2 separate regions of the Mus musculus genome follow, and region 2 is linked to region 1. Evidence: chromatin contacts called from public HiChIP or PLAC-seq data. All regions are on one chromosome and are shown on one strand. Each heading gives the region's core, a stretch centred on a gene start, on an enhancer-like site or on the middle of the called end of the contact. The rest is flanking DNA. Distances are from core to core; before and after follow the strand shown.

The links. HiChIP or PLAC-seq counts read pairs in DNA pulled down with a chosen protein or histone mark.
Region 2: a contact with region 1 is called in an H3K27ac HiChIP or PLAC-seq map of extraembryonic endoderm stem cells. The contact joins two enhancer-like sites. A contact is called at or near these places in 21 of 484 Hi-C or Micro-C datasets (the 63-12 cell line, the AtT-20 cell line, B cells and 12 more) and 7 of 115 datasets of contacts at active chromatin or transcription factors (cardiomyocytes, differentiating embryonic stem cells, embryonic stem cells and 2 more).

What each region holds. Positions count from the first base shown.
Region 1 is chr14:76,614,798-76,621,999 of GRCm38.p6, forward strand. No RefSeq gene overlaps it. Among named protein-coding and RNA genes, the nearest start is that of 1700108F19Rik, 59 kb to the right of the region's middle. Within about 2 kb of position 1,619, at least 52 of the 459 cell types and tissues checked have an H3K27ac peak or open chromatin away from gene starts, as enhancers often do. A contact at or near this core is called in extraembryonic endoderm stem cells, where this site is marked.
Region 2 is chr14:76,722,790-76,730,064 of GRCm38.p6, forward strand. No RefSeq gene overlaps it. Among named protein-coding and RNA genes, the nearest start is that of 4930431P22Rik, 34 kb to the right of the region's middle. Within about 2 kb of position 2,307, at least 36 of the 459 cell types and tissues checked have an H3K27ac peak or open chromatin away from gene starts, as enhancers often do. A contact at or near this core is called in extraembryonic endoderm stem cells, where this site is marked.

The sequences.
Region 1 (7,202 bases), core at 369-2,868:
TCCAGGACTCCAGGGAAGGGAAAAGGATGTTCCCACGTTGCATATTTAGGTGACCTTAGGGACACGCCCTGCTGATGTGATGTAATGAAACCTAGACTTCATTGGCAGGATTTAGTTGCATTGATTTATAAGCAAGTCCCAAGTTCATAGACTCATTCAGGGTCTTGCAGGGTAGACTTAACACTTCCATTCACTGTGTGGTGAGAGGGAAGACTGCGTGCCACAGCGGGATGTTTCTACAAAGCTGAGATCTGTAGGATTGCCAGGCCATGTTTCTTATGAAGACCAGTGATGCCCTGCCTTCCTCTCTTCAGTTTTCTTCTTACGAATGCTTTACCTGTACTGTTGTGAGATCCCCACAAAGCCCACACTAAAGGACTCCATACATTACCATCGACTTACCCTAAGACAACTGCCAAACCATTGCCCCAGCACGTGATATGCAGGCTGCTTTCGATTTAGGTAAAAGGGCATGGTTGTTTTTTAGGATTCCTGATCTACGCATTACACTGTTTGCACAGGTAGATGGGCGGATCTACAGTAGATCCTCGGTGTGTGCACAATTTTGGCGGAGCAATGAGAGGCGAGTGCTGTGCATGATAACAAATGTTTGCCACTGACCTGCCTTTGAGAGGTTTAACATTACTGGTTTTCAGGGCCGTGCTTGAACCGTGCCTTTGCTGAATACCGTTTATTTACTTAGGCTTCAAAATGGCCCTTCAAGGGGTGTTAATCAGCTCACTCCATCAGCTGGATTTCTTTGAGGAGGCAACCCTAAGTTTAGTCAGCAGTTTGAATCCCAGTAGTCTCATTTGCTGCTGGGTGACCTTGAATAGGTTTCTAAGCTCCTTGGCCTCAGTTTCTGTTCTGTGAAGGAAGGGACAGCAGAGTGTCTTACTGAGCAAAAACAACAAAATGATCCCATTAGCAGATCCGTGGCTCTGGCTTATCAGTTGCTGTTGCTGTTGTCTTCTTCTTCTGCCGTATCCTTTCTTCAATGACTACTCACTGTTCTCGTGCCCTTGGGCAGCACCCTGACCCCTCTTATCTCCACTGTTATTCAACCAGCCCCCACTTTACACAGCTGAGTCCCACAACCTCAAAATTCTGTTAGGAGTTCACACCCTCACCTCCCTAACTATTCAGCAAATTCCTAATCTTCCTTTAAAACAGAGCGCCTAAGGGTTTCTTTATCCTTCAAGTATCCTTTCCTCCGGCATCTCTGGGTGTGTCTGTATGGTGACATTCATTGCGCTATCTTCTATTGTCTATTTTCTGATAATTGGCCTCTAACAGAATCTGGGCCCTATGTGAATACAGATCTGTTTGGTTTGGTTTTACAGCTCCACTTGCAGTGTGGGTTTTGGGCATGTGGAAAGTTCTCTGATAAATATTTCTTAACCGGATGGATCTATATCTGTGTTACTCATCAGGCAAAGACTCAAATGGCCTGAAAAGTCACTTTACATGGCAAATATCTGCCACCATTGGGCTAGGTTAGGTTTCAGCAGCCCTGTGGGAGGAGGAGCTTATGTGGCCGTGGTCAACTTAGGAGGTGCACACTGTGGAATTCCCAAATCCGCAGACACACTCACCAGTCATGGTTCTGAATGACACCCTCACTTCAAAGGACAGAGTTGCTAGAGGCTACCGTGCTCAGCTGCACATGGAAAGCATGCTGGGGACAAGCCCCAGAGAGGAATCCCTAAATTATATGGGTGGTGGCTGCAACGGAGGAAGTGATTAATCTCCCACAAGGAGAGTTTTGAAAGTGATTGCATTGACTCTGATGATTAAATTGTGATGTAACTGTCTAAAAAAAAAAAAGAAAAGAAAAATAGATAGGTGTTTTAGCACATCACTAGGTTCAGGGATATGGGGTGTGCCTAGTGGGGGTGGGGCTTGGAATAGCTAAAAGTTGAATTCTATAGCAGACAGGAACTGGCTTGAGAGGTGAAAGGGATGCGACTTGAGCTAGCTAAACTCTTCTGTGGTAGGCAGGAGTCAGCGTGAGAGAAGGGGGACAGAAAGGGCTGGGGACTTCTTGCTCCAGGTCTCTTCCTTGCTAATCTACTAGGGTCTGACTTCCTAAAGATGTCTCCAGAACCTGTCCAAAATGATACCAGCAGTTGCGGATGAAGACACTAACCCACGAGCCTGGGACGGTGAGGTGCTGTGGACAGCAGAGGAAAACTTCTAAAGACATACAACAGCTGGGAACCCTTCAATTCTCAGCAGCCAGGAAAGGGGCGCACTATGTAGTAACACCTCTGGCAGAATACCTCTGCACATGTATGGGTCCAGTAAATGTCTTCTCTTGGTGCCTACCCGTGCCTGGATCCTTGGTCCTTTGGAAGACGTGGTTCCCTCCAGTGAGCTGTCTTTAGCTTCCCCAGTATAGGGGGAGCCCTCTACTTAAATAGTGCAGACACTTTATCTTTATCCTACCTGATGGGAGCCAGATTTCATTTCCATTTGTTTCCTGTTGCACCAAGTGTGGTAGCTAGTTCATAGGGGTTCATCGTATACTGAATGTTCAAAGATGCTTCAGCCCAAAGGCAAAAGGCTTTAGCTGCAGATCCATGTATCTTGTGTATTGCCTGCCCAGCGCTCTTGGGTTATCGGACCCTCCCTAGCTTGGCAATGTCCTTTGGGATTGTTTTTTCTCCGATAATGAAGATAACCTTTTCTGTGTCGCTTTGTGTGCTTCTAGCACAGGTTCCCCCAGTAAAATAATTGTAGCAATTCCATCCAGGAGGCTTTGAGCTGTCCAGTGTCCAACTTCCCAGATCAGTGTCGGGCCTGCGAATTTAGGCCTTGAGTGATGTATTTGACGTGCTTATGAATACGTGCATCTGCTGTGCTGTGGCCTGCAGCCAGGCTGCAATTCCGAGCCTGCCTTCTGGACTGTGTTTTTTGAGAAGCCCCGCTTAGGAAAGCTTGCCAATGGTTCACAGTAGAGCCGAGTAGCAAGACACCGAGGAACTTGCTTCGTGGAATCTTCTTTTGTCCTTAAAAGTGCCTGGAGATTGTCTCTGCTAACACACTGAAGGATATGTGTGTGTGTGTGTGTGTGTGTGTGTGTGTGTGTGTGTGTGTCACACACCAGGCTATCAAGGGCTTGAAAAGGCTGTTTTGCACTGTGGACTGTGACTTGCAAGCCTTGGCTTGTGGGTGTTTGGGACCAGAGCAAAGAGTGGTGGGGTCAGAAAGGAGTTTGTCTTCTGGCCAAGGACAGCATTTTTTTTTTTCTGTTCTTTTGAAAGAGTTATCTAGGACAGCATGTGCTATACCATGCTCAGCCACCTGATATGTCCTAGGCTGGTTGGATTCATGCCTGACCCTGTGTATTTTAATCAAGCCTGATTCCCTTGAAAAGGTTCCTGGTGGATGGGGAGATGGGCATCTCAAAGCCCCTGTTGCTGATGTGGCAACAGTGAGTTTTTATAGTCAATACCTGAGATGGGCCGAGGGTCCCACCATGTGACTTACTGAAATGAGTTTTAGAACAATAGTTAATTCTGATGCTTTCTCCCCGTGAGGGTCTGCACTCAGGTGTTTTCTTTGAGCTAAGCTACTTGCTGGCCAGAGACAACCAGATAGGTAACCTGGGTGCCCATTTGAGACCAGTGCTATCCGTGATGTTGGATGTAAGTCTGGACATGCTGAGCAGGACATGGTCAAGGCCTTTTCTGAGCAGTTGATGCCAGGTTCTTCCCTGACACTTCATTCCGGTTCATACAAGATGCAATCAGCCAGCAGCCAGAGTCTGCCCACAGCACCCGGCTTGTTTCTCCTTTGCCCTTTGCTTCTTGTTCTCTGCAGGGGTCTCCAACCCTCTGGTTGTCTGCGGTCTAAGTAAACCAAGGCACTGTTTGTGATTACTTCATTTTCTGAAAATTCCCATTTTGGCTCGGTCTGCATTTCTTGATTTACGCTCGTTAATTTCATCTGACTTGGCTAGCTCGTGTTCCCTTGGACATATGATCTTTATGAATAAAACATTCAAGGGCCAAATGTTTTTCTGTGAGGACTCCATGGGACACCACTGAGAGCTGACCTGGAGCATTGGAGCAGGGTCGGGCGGTGCCTCTCCCTCGGCCTGAGGACCAGGAAACAGCTGTGGTGTCCTGGGGAAAACCTCAGATCTAGACTTGCTTTAGAGTGTTTCTCCAATTAGTTAGATCCTCAACCACGCACACAGCTTTCCTGTCGTGTATGTGTGTGTGTGTGTGTGTGTGTGTGTGTGTGTGTGTGCGCGCAAGAGAGAGAAAGAGAGAAAGAGAGAGAGAGAGTGCACGTGTGTGTCAGATGGCATACTATGTACTGCTCACATTCATAATTTTGGTGTCTCTGTCTGATAGTGGATTACATAGCCCTGTCCCATGGTGCCAGGCATGGTCGTGTGAGTTTTGGCATCCCTCACTCTCGTGGAAAGATTGTATTCCTGCCCCAGTCACGTCAGACTTGGCTATGAGATTTGCTTGGGCTGGCAAAACGTGAGTACAGGGAATTGTGCCACCCTTGTTGAGGCACTTTAAAAGTCACAACATGGCCCCACTGTCTCTCTTTCTCTTTGTTGTTGAGTCTTAGAACAAAGGAGAGTTTTTTAGAAAGACTGTAGCCGAACCATGAGTATTGATAAGATGTCAACCTTTGCTGAGGTAACCGCTGAAATGTTCAGGTTGTCTGTTACTGCAGCAACATCTGAACAATACTGTTGTCAATGGCTCGGTCTGCCTGATGAGCTTTCCTCTGTGAGAGGTAGTTAAGAGGTGAACTTAAAAATACATTGTAGAGGCCCATTGGACTTGCAAACTTTATATGCCCCAGTACAGGGGAACACCAGGGCCAAAAAGGGGGAGTGGGTGGGCAGGGGAGTGGGGGTGGGTGGATATGGGGAACTTTTGGTATAGCATTGGAAATGTAAATGAGCTAAATACCTAATAAAAAATGGAAAAAAAATACATTGTATATCTACAACACACCAGATACTGTGTCCTGGGCAGGCCACACATATACTTGTATATGTCATAGAGCCTTGTCCTCCGAAGAGCTAATGTAGAAGAGACAGAAATTTCTATTTAAAAAGATGACGTCAATTAAGATTTGATTTCTTCTAGAAAACATGGAGAGAAACAATTAAGAGAGCAAACCTGGACAGTGGTGTAGGTGCTGGGCAGGTGGGTGTGACCCCTCGCTGTCTGAGTGGCTCCTTTTTTGCTCCTTATCCTGACAGATTGAAATGGCTTATTCAGGGCTGGGGATGCAGCTCAGTTGGCAGAGGGCCTGCCTGTTGCGCATAGAGCCCTGGGCTTGATCCCTAGCATCCCGTGAGCAGGGAGTGGTGGTGCTCAGGTATCATGCCAGCACCCTGAAGACAGAGGCAGGAGGATCAGAAGAGTTGGAAACCAGCCTGGTATATCTAAGACCTTGTCTCAAAACAAAACCCAAACCATTTTCAGTCCCTAGTACTCACACCTTATTTCAGTTGTGCTGGTTGTTTGCAGGCATACAAGTAGTCGACGCCATAGCAGTAAGTTACCTAGGAAGAGGATCAAGTGTTGTGCAGTGTGATGGCCCGACAGCCAGGATGATTCGTCCTGTGGGACACAGCTGCTTCTAAACTTTAAGAATGGGGTTACCTGATAATTTGTGGAGATTCATGATGCCCTTGCTCTAATCCAGGCTAGCTTAGTTAGAAAGAGTTCCACGCACAGAACTTCATTAGGGACAGGGCTGGGAAGATGCACGGTGTCTTGGGGACCTGGAAAGGCTCCAGAAATTATCTGTCCCATCCCTCTTCTCTCTCTCTCACGGAGAATGGTCTAGGCTTTTCTCTTGATGTTGCCTTTGGTGGCAGCCTCTGACACTTTCAGCCTCCTCTGATTCTGGCGTGTCCCTGTGCTGACTTGACCCTTCTCTACGTGACCGTCACCACTCATTTTATGTATCAACTTGATTGAACCAGGGCTGCCCAAACTGATAACCGACGCTGTTCGGGGTGTTTCTTTGGGCTGTTTTCATATCAGGGCTACAGTTTAGAATCGGACTGTCTCCCAAGAGCTACTGTGTTAAAGCTTCTTAGAGGTAGTGCTGGACTCTCAATAGGTAAGACATAGCCAGAGAAAGTTAAGTCGTTGGCGGAATGTCCTTGGGAGAGGATAAGGGAAACTCGGATTCTTCTAGTCCCTTTCTTTGCTTTTCAGCTGCTACGGGCTGAACAGGCTTCCTTTGCCACGGGCTTCTGCCATGCCATATCCTGCCACCACAGGTCTCTCACAGAAGGACTAAGTGACTGTTGACTATAAACCCATGACACAGAATAAACCTTCTTTTAAGTTAATTTCCACAGGTGCTCGTCTTAGCAATGGAAAGCCAACACAACTGAGTAAAGCAGAAATGTGTGTGTGTGTGTGTGTGTGTGTGTGTGTGTGTGTTTGGGTGTTTATCCCTGCTGATATATTGTCTCAATCAATTGAAACCCTGAATATAACAAAAAGGCTGGTCCTCCTCCTTGTAGAGCCTGACAGCCCTGTAAATTACAGACACTACTCTATCATCAGTCCTCCTGGGCTTCCAGCATCCTGCCTGTGACGCCTAGGACTTGTGGTCTCTATAATTGCATGCGCAAGTTTCTTGTAGCCCCGCCTTCTCTGTTGACTGATATTCTCTCTCTCTCTCTCTCTCTCTCTCTCTCTCTCTCTCTCTCTCTCTCTCCTGGGAACAATTATAGATGCAGTAGTTGTATGGCTTGTGGTATTTTCCAGGTTTCAACCCAACCTGTGGGAGAAGCTGCTCTGATTTGGTCCGACAAAGTGACTGTAGTTGAGTCAGTGCTGGGTGGAGACCCTCTGGCCCATAGCACAGGACCCACACTCAGGCAGGGAAGGAGCAGGGTTCCATTCTCTCTCCTTGCCTTAGTTAAGATTTCTATTGCTGCCATGAGAACACCATGGCCAAAAGTCAAGTCCTCGCGGGAAGGGGTCCTTGGGCTTACACTTCCACAGCACTGGTCACCACTGAAGGAAGTCAATCCAGGCAGGAACCTGGATGCAGGAGCTGACTTAGAGGCCATGGAGGGGGGCTGCTTACTGACTTATTCTCCATGCCTTCCTTGCTCAGCCTGCTTTCTTATAGAACCCAAGACCACCAGTCCAGGGATGGCACCACCCACAATGGGCTGGGCCCTCCCACATTCA
Region 2 (7,275 bases), core at 1,057-3,556, 110 kb after region 1:
TACATATAAACCAAATCTCTCTTAATCTTGAAATGATGAGTACTAGGTAGAAATGTTTAAAAATTCTGCAAGCCAATGAGAATAATGTAAACCTTCCATCTAGCACACAGAAGGCAGCACAGAAGGCAGGTTCAAACCCTGTCTCTGCTTCTACCAACTGCGGCTGTGGTCCTCAGGTTGAACCATACAAGGCCCAAACTTCCATACTAATGTGGCTATAACTTCAGCCTTCCAAGGGGTGTGGTGCAGACTCAGAAATGTCATTTAGACAACAGACAGTGGCCATAGAGAAGCTAAATTTTGCTATTAGTTATTTCTATCCGGAGACATCTAACACCAGCCAGGCTCTTTGCTGTGCATTTTGTGTATTTCTCTTTTCCTTTGTACTCTCAATCATCTTGGGAAGTAGGCTCAATGCTACTTACAAAGCCATTTCCCGAAGGTTAGGTAGACAGGAGGGTTCAGCCTTGTAAAAGCCACTTGCTCCAAATGAGTCTCCAAGAACGTACAGCAATTCAAAATCTCATTATCTCTGCCTTCAGAGGAGATGCTTTTTTATATAATTTCTGTTCTCTATTATGGGCTTGAGTGTTTTCCTTTGGAAGTTTCTAGACAGAATGTTCTAGCAAAAGGTATTTTTTTAAGAGAAAAAAATTAATAATGAAACAAATTGCAAAAAGGAAAAAAAAGAGATTCCTCTGATGTCATCAAGCTCACATGCACATGTCACATGTCACACGTATGTGTATGTGCACATCTAGGTCTCCTCAAGACAAATGGAGAAAAGGTACCAGCACAACATTCCTCGCATCCTATGGATTGTTAAAGAATGCTGTTTACCCACATTTCTCTGGTTTTTGTTTTTTCTTTTTTTCAATTCCACATGACAGTTATCACATTCCTCATCTGCATCAAAGTGAAGAAGTAAAAACCTCATGGTTAGGACAGTAGGCACAAGCCCTAAGGCAAGGGATTAACAGGAGTAGACTGCCTCCCCTGGGTCCACAAAGGAATGGTGACAGGTGTCAGAGCCAAGCATGGGGCGCCAGGGCCTCTGGGGCCCACAAAGCAATTAGTGACTTGCTCAGTGGCCGAGTTTCATGAATTTATCTCCTCTAGTCTTGCAAACCGACCATTCCTCTCTTCTGCTTGAGGGTGTCAGATGAGGCTGCTTGCTTAAGATCTTACAACAATCAGACTTTTCTTTGTTAAAAACAGTGACAAGGAAGGGTGGAGAGATGGCTTAGTGGGCAGCACACTTGCCGTGCAGATGTGAGGACATGAGTAAATCTCCAGAACCCAACTAGCAGCCTGGAGTGGTAGCTTAGCTTTAATTCTAGTTTCCCTAATGGAGAGATGGAAGGCAGGAACAGGAGAAACCCCGAAGTTCACAGGTCAGCTAGTTCAGAGTGGGACACCCTTTCTCAAACGATGTGAGGACTGCTACCAAGGTTTTCTCTGACCTTCATATTTTCTCCATGCCCGTGGTCTTGTGTGTGCGTGCGTGCACATGTGTGCACATACACACAGAGAGACAAAGAGACAGAGAGAGAGATAGAGACAGAGGGACAAAGAGAGATTTAATAAAAAGGAAATGTAAACATTTGTAGCATTGCCAAGTCTAAAATGAGCAAGAATCATAGCTTGTCCTGGAACAAATTTTACAGCATTCGAATAGTGAGTGGAACTGGGGGTGAGGGGGTGAGGGCCCAGCTGGGCCGACCAGAAGGATGGGATTCATGGTAGGCAGCCCTGTTAGACTCCTTTGACACTCGCCAAGCCAGTAAGGCTGAGAGCGCGATGTTCTCAGGCCCAGCCTTGACAATGGCATGCTTTATATCACTCCCAAAGCTGAGAATGGCTTTCCAGCCTGCAAAGGGGAGCTTTCTTCCGAACCTGAGAGATGGGAGGGCGATTTTGTGTCCATGTCCATGACCCCCCCCCCCTGCCCCAGCAGAACAGACTCAAATGGAAATGCCACCTGGCAAGGACATTCGCCTAAACAATCCACATTCTATTTGGGAGGAATGCCTGTCTTCTCAGGGTATGTTTGAGGCTCTGATGTCCCTCCTTCCCAATCACCATAATGAGATTGAAGCCATCCTCCACCCAAGGGCCTTAGGACCCGAGGACTTTCTCAGAAACTAACTAAAGCTCCACCCAAGCCAGCTGATATTTTTAGGCCCCGGGCTCCCGGATGCTTAGATGTTCTGTTTTCCTTCTGATTTTCTGGATCCTCTCAGCTCAGCAACAATAATGATTGCAAGTGACTGCAAAAATCTCTTGCACAGATCGAAATGATTCAGACAGCAATGGGTTCCCTGGGTCACCTTCCGGGATTAGCAAGATGCTTTAGCAAGCTCAGCTCTGGCCAAGGTTGTGTTCAAATGCTTACAGGAAACGGGAATCAACAAAAGGAGAGACGCCTGCCCACGTTGAATGTGCAGTCTCAGCCTGGTCTACAGAGTGAGTTCCAGGACAGCCAGGGCTATACAGAGAAACCCTGTCTCTAAAAACCAAACCAAACCAAACCAAACCAAACCAAACCAAACCAAACCAAACCAAAAAACAAAACCAAACAAAAGCGTGCAGTCTCAAGTGAGACAGGGGCACAGAGCCAGACTCATGGGCTTCAGGATAGACACAGCCTCCAAGGTATGAATCATGCAAGCCCGCTTCCAAGCCAATGGGTTGAACTCAAATCACATCTGCCAATATAAATTGTATTACAAGGCTGAGCAGGTTTCTCTGCTGGCAAACCACCACTCCTTTGCCTCTTCAGACAGTGAGGGAGTTATCTATCTTACAGCACAACGTGTTATTTCTACGGACAAATGTATGGATCTCCGTGGTTGTCAGCAAATCCCAGTGGCTCCCTGGTACCATCTTGCTGGAGGGACTGTCCCCACCTTCTCTCTATTGTATGATCCACTTTCTTAAGAGTTCCTGTGGAGATGAGAAGATGACTGTGGGTGGGAGGAGAGACTAGAAGAAGTCTTGGATGAAGAGAGTGCAAGGCAGGGGCCCCTCCAAAGGTCTTCTGGGAACAGTCCATGTTTAGAAAGGACCTTCTTAACTGTCATTAGTGATAGGGTCTTGGCAACTGTCTTTGGTGAGTTTCTTGGTCAATGGGGAGTTCTTGAAGTTTAGTTTCTTTATCTGGGTCATTGTTATTTTACAACAATAGTAAATGACATTTCCCCCAGGGGGGTGGCTGTTGAAGATAAGGACTGGGGACACAGGGTTCTCAGTCAAGTTACAGGCACTTAGTAAATGGAAACCTGGATCAGTTGGAGACAGCTGCACGTACAAGCGCACTGAAGGCACACTGTGTATATATAAGGAGAGGATTGTAGAGTTGGTTGCAGTTGGTTGTGCATGGGGAACTTTGGGGGCTACACATATGGCAATCCAGGTCAGCTCTGGGAAATTTCCTCTTAAATGAGACATCTTCCCAGGGGATGCCCTTGGCACGGCTGGGTTCCATGGGACTTCCTGATGGGTTGATTTTTGTCAGGGCTTCCTTGCAGGGCCTATGGAAGCTTCTGTTCCTGCTGGTAAGGGTGTGCTCAGCTCCCACTTGTCTAGGAGTCCAATGTAGCAAGGACAGACACAGGATGCTCAGTTACCTTCCCCATCTCGAATGAGTAATGAGTCACTTGGTTGTGTGTACCTGAGATTTTTATATATTACAAAATTCACTGGCATATGAAATTACGTTTAAATCTGTGCCCTGTGTTGTATGTGACAAGCCTCTTCCTGCCATGCCAGTGTCTATGGAGATTAAAGGGAAAACTCAGCAGGATGGTCCCCACTGCCATCTTGTGAAAGAGGAGTTAGCTATTGTTATGGTTTATATACACTGGCTTAGGGAGTGGATCTATTAGAAGGTGTGGCCCTGTTGGAGTAGGTGTGTCACTGTGGGTGGGGGTTTTAAGACCCTCATCCTAGCTGCCTAGAAGTCAGTATTCTGCTAGCAGCCTTCAGATGAAGATGTAGAACTCTTAGTTCCTCCTCCACCATGCCTGCCTGGATGTTGCCATATTTCCACTTTGATGATAATGGACTGAACCTCTGAACCTGTAAGCCAGCCCCAATAAAATGTTGTCCTTATAAGAGTTGTCTTGGTCATGGTGTCTGTTCACAGCAATAAAACCCTAACTAAGACAGCTATGTTCCGCACAGCTGGATCAACTCAGACAAGCCAACAAAGACCACACAAGGGTCCTGTGTGAAGATTTACTTTCAGGTCGACTCCTTAATGGCCTCTTGGGATCAGGGACATCAGGATTGCTACCCTGGACTGAGCCTCAAGGAAAGGAAAAGAAAAATGTGAAGATGTAAAAATAACGGCCACACTGAGATGGAGATGACAGTGGGAGAAACTTGAATAACTAATTTCTTAATCATATGTAGCAGAGAAAAAAGCCAATACTGCCTAAAATACTGGATACCATTCTAAATATACAAGTTAACTTTAGGCGCAGAGCCAATAAAAACACCTTAAAAAGAATTAAAGCTTCCAAACTCAAGAAATTACCAGTGGTATAAGAAAGTGTAAGGGCTATAGGTTATTCTTTACCCCTTAGAACAGAAAGGAAAGAAAATAGGGCCAGCGAGATGGCTCAGAGGGTAAAGGAGCTTGCTGCCAAACCTGACCACCTGAGTTGGATCCTAGAACACAAACATACGCTAAGAAAATAAACATTTTAAAAGATGGGTGCTTTATGAATGCTTAGAAAAATGCTTACAAACCAAACAAAATGAGAACAAGCAAAAAGACAAAATTTTTTGAAAACTTATAAAGATATCTACACATGTCAATTATATGGTTTTGATAGGTTTTAACATTTTATATATATTATATATATTATATATTATAAATTGTTGTTGTTGTTGTTTAGATCTGAAGTCAGTGACTGTTAGCCCAGGCCAGGAGGGCTTCGCTCTTGGCATGCGCATGCTGTGCTGTCCCCTCCCATCTGATGTCAGAGCCTGTCTGTGGCCTTTGTAGTCTCTGTAAGACTACAATGAAATGATATGTCGCCTCTGAGCTTTAGGTCATGCATGGCTCTGTGGGGGCTGGAGGGGCACTCTGCTGTAACAATGCTTACTGTTCTTCCAGAGGACCTGGCTTTGGTTCCTAGCATCCGTGTTGGGTGCTAACAGCTCCCTGTAGCTCCAGCTTTAGGGATCCAGTGCTCTCTCTTGTCTCTGTGGGTACTGCATTTATACACACAAAGCCACAACACACACACACACACACACACACACACACACACACACACACACACAGAGAGAGAGAGAGAGAGAGAGAGAGAGAGAGAGTTTTAAGATAAAAAGAAATGAAAAAGAAGACAGCATGGCTTTTATTTTGCACCCATGCTGTCTCTGTCTCTGTTGGGTTCCTCACTAAGGAGGAAATCAATTGTCACCTTGAACAGCTGATCCACGGGGCTGCCACATCAGATGCCCTCAATACCTATGTAGAGCCCTCCATCGTTACTAATTGCAAAATGAAGAACTTCACCCTTAGAGGACAAGTTACATAATGGGAGAAACTATTTACAAAACTCACATCTGAAAAATGACTGATATCTAAAGCCTCAAAACTGAACTGCATAGAACTTAAATGTTGTGTCAAAAACAAAACAAAACAAAACAAAACAAAAAACAAAACCAAAACCAAAAACAGACAAAAGAGACAGGAGGACATTGCCCCCAGAAGAATGTACAAAGGACAACGAACAATTATGAAGGTGTCCACATCAGCAGCCACTAGAGAAATGAGAATCAGGCACGCTGAGACATCACCTCTCCGTGTAGCAAAATAAACAAGAATCTCATGGCAACATCCATGGGTGAACTGATAAGCAAAGGAAGCTGCACTCAGGACACAAAACTGAGCTCCGTAGTAAACAGACAAAACTAAAGATTCAACCTCCATTAGTCTCCAGGACTACACAGAGTGGGGGAAAAAAAACCAAACCCCAAATTACATACCATGCAGTTTCATCTCCACAACATTGTCTTGAAATGACAAATGTACAGGAATTGAAGCCGGATTGGTGGTTTCCGTGGTCACCAATTTTGGGGAGAGAGGAGTTGAGAAGGTGTGGCTAGAGCAACAACCAGGGATCCCACCAGTAGCTTGGCTGTGACACAGTTTCACAGGATGTTGTCATCAGAGGAAACTGGGGAAAGGGTTATTTCTTACAAGTGCATGTAAATACAAAGGGTGGCTCTTTAAAGTTTAATCAAGATAGCCTGAATGCAGCTTTAAAACAGGTCGCTTCTGTGGGGGTGGACTGGGTGGGCGGGGTTTGGAGGTGTGCTCCTGTGTCACCCTGAGCTTGTGGCTGTTGGAGGACAACTTGGAGGAGTCGTTTTCTGTCCTTCCACCATGGGGACACCGGGGATGGAAATCAGAGCAGACCCCCACACTTGGTGGCCAATGCCTTCACCTGTCGAGCCATCTTGCTGGCCCTGTTTTATTTATCTATTTTTAATTAAAATGAAAAGGTGGACCTGGTAGCATATATGTATAATCTTGGCACTTGGGTGGTTTGAGGCTGGAGGATTGCTAGTTCTAGATCAGCCTGGGCTACACAAATAATAAACTCCTAACCTTGGGAAAAGTCTATTTAATATGTACTACAAAGGAGAAGCTATGATATAATCATTGAGAAAAGAACAGACAACTCAGTTGACGAAGGAGTAAAAGCTACTTATAATTCAGACTTAAACTAAAAAAAAAAAAAATGCAAATATCGATGTAGTGATGCTAATAGGAGTGTGGTTGTGTTCCTATCCTCAGTTTAGCATCTTACAAACAACACACCCTCAAAACGTGTTTGTTCATCAATAGGATAAATATCTTAACTTTCTCAAGGCGTCTTTCATGAGAAGTGATTGAGATGGAGGGCAATGAAGAAAACTCATGTTTATTAAGCATTGCCCCATTCCAGCCATGAACTCCACACTTTACATGATAGTAAATCAAACAAATGGAGGGCTCCTATTCTCCTCTACCTCCTCCTTTCTTTCACCCTAGGAATTGAACCTCACACATGCTAAGCAATTGTTCCACCAATGGCAGATCCTCAGGCCTCTTTGTGACTTTCTGAGACAGGGTCTCACTGACTATTCAGAACAGGCTTGAGCTCATGCTGCAGCCAGAGCAGGTCTCCAGTTTGTGGCTGTCCTTGCTTCTACCTCTGAAGAAGCTGGGATTGCACATTTGCCTCACCGGGCCTGGCTCACAATGTTTCTTAC